2 separate regions of the Mus musculus genome follow, and region 2 is linked to region 1. A link is a contact called in public promoter capture Hi-C data. All regions are on one chromosome and are shown on one strand. The core of a region is the stretch at or near the end of the contact, and the rest is flanking DNA. Distances in the headings are between cores, read along the strand shown. Region 1 holds the start of Hnrnpc (heterogeneous nuclear ribonucleoprotein C). Region 2 holds the start of Slc7a7 (solute carrier family 7 (cationic amino acid transporter, y+ system), member 7).

What was found. Promoter capture Hi-C pulls out the DNA fragments that hold promoters and counts their contacts.
Region 2: a contact with region 1 is called in a promoter capture Hi-C map of liver, with 3 times the contacts expected there. The contact joins the promoter of Slc7a7 here to the promoter of Hnrnpc in region 1. A contact is called at or near these places in 1 of 39 promoter capture datasets (liver), 1 of 115 datasets of contacts at active chromatin or transcription factors (embryonic stem cells) and 1 of 9 other capture datasets (macrophages).

The regions. Positions count from the first base shown.
Region 1 is chr14:52,101,900-52,105,283 of GRCm38.p6, forward strand. It overlaps Hnrnpc (heterogeneous nuclear ribonucleoprotein C), which reads right to left and starts at 2,122. Exons shown (of 9, transcript NM_001170981.2): 1 at 1,990-2,122. It also overlaps a transcript of Rpgrip1 not described here.
Region 2 is chr14:54,408,463-54,411,579 of GRCm38.p6, forward strand. Slc7a7 (solute carrier family 7 (cationic amino acid transporter, y+ system), member 7) reads right to left here and starts at 1,741. Exons shown (of 10, transcript NM_001379499.1): 1 at 1,616-1,741; 2 at 41-586. The coding sequence starts at 542.

The DNA.
Region 1 (3,384 bases), core at 872-3,371:
CTCTTTTGGTGAGTCTGAAGACAGCTACAGTGTACTCATAAATAAGTCAAAAAAAAAAAAAAAAAAGAGAGAGAGCCAGGAGTGGTGATGCACACCTTTAATCCCAGCATTTGGGAGGCAGAGGCAGACAAATTTGAGGCCAGCCTGGGCTACAGAATGAGTTCCAGAACAGCCAAAGCTACAGAGAAACCCTGTCTGGGGGGAAAACAACAACAACAAACAAAAAAGACATGCAGAAGGCTAATGTTTTTTTCCTTTAGAGAGGGTCTATACCCCAAGCTGGACCAAGGATGGCCTCAAACTCTTCCTACCTCTATCTCCCAAGTGCTCAAATTACCAGAGTAGGCCATTTACATTCTATGAAGTATGCTTTAAAGTATAATTTGTATAGTTTAAAATTAGTACCATATTTTTTTTGTGACTTAAACCCCAATTGTTTTTCTGTGTACCCCTGGCTGTCCTGGAACTCACTCTACAGCAGGCTAGCCTTGAATTCAGTTATCTGCCTTTCTAGTGCTTAAAGACTATGCCAGCACACACAGTGAAATACCAATTTTATAGTACGTTTACCTAATAAAATAACTCCCAATTAAATATGATACAAAAACCCCATACTCTTAGTACCAGGGATTGAATCCAGGTCTTCCTGAATACTAAGCACTAACACTAGGCTACATTAAAAAGAACTCAACACCTAGCCGGGCGTGGTGGCGCACGCCTTTAATCCCAGCACTCGGGAGGCAGAGGCAGGCGGATTTCTGAGTTCGAGGCCAGCCTGGTCTACAAAGTGAGTTCCAGGACAGCCAGGGCTATACAGAGAAACCCTGTCTTGAAAAACCAAAAAAAAAAAAAAAAAAAAAAAAAAAAAGAACTCAACACCTACAAGAGAGAAACTAATTTGTTTTTAAGCACGGTTTTACTATGTAGTCCTGGGCTGCCTTGCAATGGGTAAGGGGTCCTGTCTCAGAGCCTCCACAATACAAAGATTACTGGCCTGCACTATCATACATAGCTATAAACTGCCTTTTTGAGTTTTAGAGGGATAGGACTAGTACTGAGGTAGCTGTAAACCCTTGCTGTGCCTTTTAATTATTGTTCCCAAGTCCAGCTTGAAATTTTTCTGCTAACATCCGTGTCAGGTCCCCTCCCCCCAAAAATAAGCCTTTCCCCCTATTTATTTATTTACGAAACAGAGTTTCTCTGTGTATCCTGGGCAGTCCTAGAACTCAAAGAGATCTGCCTGTCTCTGCCTCCCAAGTGCTGGGATTAAAGGCGCGCACCACCTAGAAACTCAGTGAAAATACTTGACCTGTCTAGTACGATCCTGTCAACCGCTTCTAAGGCTCAATTCTCTCTATGACAGTAGTACCTACCTCAAGTTCCACTAACTTATGATTTGTAACCTGCAGATAAAATGTGAGCTGTAATTATTCCAATTAAAATTAATCTTCCGCACTTCCCTTTACAAACACAAGCACTCCGACTTTTAACCATTTTACCCCTAGAGGAAAAAAGTAATGATTACTCAACCTATTGTTAAAACGCCGTTCAGATGCCATGTAGCCAGCCTGGAATTTAGAAGCTTCCAGTCCGACACCACCATGTTATCGCTCCCCTACCCCCACCCAGCGTCTATCTTCGGAAGTGATAACGGAATCCGTAAGATATCCCCGACAATTACATCAACAAGCATTTCGTTCTTCGCTTTCTTGGTCCCCCCTTGGAATCCCTGATGGGCAAAGAAAATCAAAGTAGCCGTTAAACCCGAGCGCGCAGACAGGGTATTTTCGTACGCACCGTGGCCTGGAGGTCACTAGGTTGACTCCGCGCCAAGGCCGAGGCCCTGTTGCCTCCCGCATGAGACCCAAGTCCCCACCGCACGGGAACAAACGCGGCCTCGGCTTCTGCCGCGAGGCCGGTTTCCCCCTTACACACGCTGGCGGGGCCCAGCAGCCCAGGGCCTCCCCTGCACTCGCCCCCTTCGCTTACCAAAAGGAAGGAGAGAGAGAAGAGACCGCCTCTCCTACTGCGAGTCTACGCCGAGACGCCGGAGCTACAACAGCGAAGAACCACACGACCGTTCGCTCTCCGTCTCCTCACAAAATGGCCCCCGAGCTCCTCTGCCGCCGAGGCGAAAGTCCAGCCCCCGCCTCGTTCCTGGAGGCGTTCCTATTGGCTGTGACTTTTCTCGCTCCCGCTCCTAATTAGCGAGCGCTACCGCTCCTCACAATTCCGTCCAATCATAATCCGAGGTGGGTTGGGCTAATTGCGAGAATTTCCACATGCGTAACAGAGGCTAGTTAGTAATTGGTTCAGCTTCATGCCACTTAGTGACTGACGGATGGTTATTGGTCAATGTACCAGACGGAAAGCTGGGTGGAATTTTCGCCTTTGTATCGCGCACAGCTTCTCATCCGGGTATCCGGCGGATCTGACTGACGGCCGCATCGTCCTATCAGTGCTTCTGAGAGCTCCCAGGTCCGGCCAGATCACCGCATTTCCGCGGCGCGGGGGTGGGAGAGCCTGGGTGGAGTCTGGTAGCGGGTGCAAACGGCCTGCCCTAGCCCCAGGCCTAGGAAAAGGGAAACGCAAACAAGCTTCTGAGAAGGGAGGAGAGTTATCTCTAGGCCGTCTACTAGCTCTGCAGTTATTATCAAATTCAGATCCCTTCTTTCTGCCAGATTCTATAAGCTGTTGGGAGGACATGGCCTTCTCAGTGAACAGCTCCCCCTCCAAACCAACTGGGTTCTGTAGTTCTCTCCTGCAGGAGCAATTACCCGACCTCCTATAAACCCGCTTCCTTGTCCCAAGTCGCCACACAGTCTGCAAACCCAATGGCCAGCCACCTCAATTTCCCACTTTCTAGAATAGACTACTTAATCCCCTCAGGTTTGGTCTGCCACTAAAGCTCTGGTTATACTGTAGGAACATTAAATACACTGAAATGTATATATAGCTTACGGAGAAAAGGAGATTGTATCCCAGAAAAATTTCCTGATTTTTTTTAATCTTTAGATCTTTAAACCTTTGCCTTTTTCTTTCTTTCCTTTTTTTTCTTTTTTTTTTTTTTTTAAGAAAAAGATTTATTTACTGTTTTTATATGAGTACACTGTAGCTGTCTTCAGACACACCAGAAGAGGGCATCCGATCCCACTACAGATGGTTGTGAGCCACCATGTGGTTACGATCAGGACCTTTGGAAGAGCAGTCAGTCCTCTTAACCTCTGAGCCATCTCTCCTGCCTAGCCTTTGTCATTTTCAAAAGATTTATTTTATGTAAACCAGTCCAACGAGTTTATGTGTTCCCAATTTTACATCTTATTTTTAAAAAGAAAAGTTTGGGCTAGGTAGTGTTTCAAGTGCAAGCCAGCCTGGTCAAGTTTC
Region 2 (3,117 bases), core at 491-2,990, 2.3 Mb after region 1:
CAGTCCTCCACAACACCAATCCTGCCCCATCTCTACTTACAGATGCAGGCAGCGGCCAGCAGGCGGCCGGCGGCATAGGGAGCGCCACAGCTCGGGAAGAGGGGCTGCACCATGTAGTTGGCAAAGGTGATGGCAATGACGGCCTGGCTGGTGGGTTCAATGATGAGCAGAGAAGTCCAGAGGCGGATGAACGCAAGGAATCCCCCGAAGGCCTCCAGGATATAAGCATAGCTGGCCCCGGATTTCTTAATGGTGGTACCCAGTTCAGCGTAACAAAGGGCCCCAAAGACGGAGAAAATGCCCCCGACAGCCCAGATGACCAGTGAGAGGCCAAAAGAGGCACTGTACATGAGCACACCCTTAGGGGAGACAAAGATGCCGGAGCCGATCATGTTCCCCACTATGAGACACACGCCATTAAGCAGGGAGATCTCCTTCTTCAGTTTGACCTGCTCCGCCACTGGGCTGGCCCCATCCCCGAGAGCAGAGCCATCGTCGGCCTCGTGCTGAGCAGCCACTTCATACTTGGTGCTGTTGACCATGGCGAAGAGAAGGAAGACCTTCACCAGCTTGCTCGCATTGCCCTCTAAGGAAGAAAGAAGGCTGTGTTGGTCACTGCAGAATCTCTCCCTCCCACACCACAGGGCCCAAGGCAGTCAGCACCCACCAGTCCAGACACCCTCCTCACTTCTGTCTCCCCGCAACACCCAAGGCATGTCAAAATGACCCCGGCTTGGCTTTTCCCCCACAAAAGGGGAAAACATGCTAGCCTTAGGATGTAGCATACCTTATTTATCAGACAGCTGAACCCTCAACCTGTTATGACACAGGACAGGCATGAATGAGGCAGTTTGGTAAAACTTTTTTCTGCCTCCCCCTGACCCCCAAAGTCTCTCCCCTCTGATTTCAGTTTCAAATGTCCCTGCGCTGAGATGCCTGTATGAGGAACCAACCCTGAAACCAACTGATTCGCTAGATCCTCTTTTTGCTGATTTGCTGTTCTTTCCCCTAAGGAGTCTGTGTGCTGGGCTGAAGCTTTTAAAGCGCTCCTGCTACGGATGCACAGCCACCTCCCTGCTCGGGAATAGCCATTAACAAATGGTCAGCTGGCATCTTAGATGTTGGCAAAGCCCAAGCAGCCCCACCCATCCTGGAAAGAAAAAAAAAAAAAAAAAAAAAGACAGGAGATTGATTCGCTTTGTACTGCTTTTCCATTCCCAGATACCTGTCCCAGCCTCTAGCATCCCAGGCCTCCTGCTGCCAAATCTCTCACATCACACCAGCCAAAAAGTAGGAATGATCTTTCAGAAGGGTGGCCCAAACACACAGCAGAAACCAGAGATGACTGGAGGCAGTGGGTGGTGGCTGCCCACCCACCATAGACACCCACCATAGAACTGCTGGAGACATATCAAAGCAAACCAAGGAAAAGAAAGAGCTAAGGCCAGACAGCAGATGCCCTGAAATACAGAGCTAGAGACAGCTGCACAAAATAGGAAAGCAATCAGACAAATGGCGAAACACTACAGCCAGAGGCTCTGTAGCTCGAGGAAGTGACTGGACAGACAGAGAACAGCAGAGGGTTTAGCAAGGGGACAGGGTGGGGCACACTCACTCCCTGGCTCTGGATATAAGGAGGTTCCCACAGCAATGGCCAGCCGCAGTCTCTGAGACAAAGAGGCACACACACCCTCCAAGAACAGAGATCTGACAGCTCCTCCTTCCTCCAGCAGTAAGAGGGAAACCCAGACAAACGCCTACCGGATTTAAGTCAGGTCAAGAAGGGAGGAGGAGGTGAGGGAGCTAGGAAAGGAAGGGGTGAGGAAAAGGGAGAGGAGCGTTAAGCAACCCTCTGGGTCCAAGGTTCACAGGCCTTTCATATCTGCGAAAGGGGCAGCTAGGAGCTCCTGGCTCAGCACTTTCTGTGATAAGAAGGTGCTCGATCAGGAATCTCCTTTGTCAGCTCTGCCCCGGGACAGGAGGCCCAGAGGAAGGGACAGCTAACTAACTGGGTGTGCTCTCTGAAACCCCAGAGAGTCTAATAAGTTACCAAGTACAGAGCACTGGTGGCACAGACCTCTCCCCATGTGTCCTCCCTCCATGGCCCACCCAAACTTCACTTCTCTCTCTCACCCGAAACAAGAAAGGCAGGAAGGTTAGAGAATGGGACGCATTGTTCACAGGCTGAGATTGGCGGAAGTATGGGAGTGGTTCAGACGCCCCATGTGGCGCTCTAAGTGAGATCGCTGTACACTTCCCCATGCAGAGAAAGGGGTGGCTGCCTCTAAACCGGGGCATCACCCCCAAAGTCTGACCCTCGAGCGATTTCAAAAGAAATATGGTTCAGAAATGAGATCAAACTTCTAGATCCAACTCCATTCCACCATTATGCTCTTTCATTCTTAGGGAAACACACTACAACCTCTGGAGCGCCCAAAACTTCCTATGTAGGTCTCAGTACAAGCTTTCCTCCATTTCTTAAAAATATATGGAGGCCCAGACGTGAATGGCTCATACCTGTAATCCCACATCCAGAAGGTTGAGACAGGAGGGTCCTATTTGGTTAAGGCCAGACTAGAGACCCCATGTCAAAGGTGGGGGAGGGGGAGAGGGGCTGCCAAGATGAAGCCCATGATGGAAGGAGAAAATTTCCTACTGTTCTACGAGCGTGCGCGCACTACAATAAAAAAATTAGCTGAGCACCGTGGTACACACCTTTAAACCCAGCACTCTGGGGGCAAAGGCAGGGAGCTCTCTGAGTTCAAAGATCAAGGACAGCCTGGTCTACAGAGTGAGTTCTAGGGCAGCAAGGGCTATGAGGAGAAACTCTGCCTCAAAAGAAAAAAAAAACAAGCTAACATAATAATAATAATGTGTGTGTGTATGTGTGTGTGTGTGTGTGTGTGTGTGTGTGTGTGTGTATGGAAAGTTGGAGTATAGCTCAATGGTAGAGCGCTTACCTACCCCCAAGGCACAAAAATAGTGTGGAAATAAGGTTTCACTGAACTATGTTAGACAGGCCCAGAATAAACAGAAAAAGTTCTACAATTTGAAATCACAGTTTATTCTACCTTTATAATCGACTTTAACTCTGGTATACTGAGCCTTTTTTGGCAG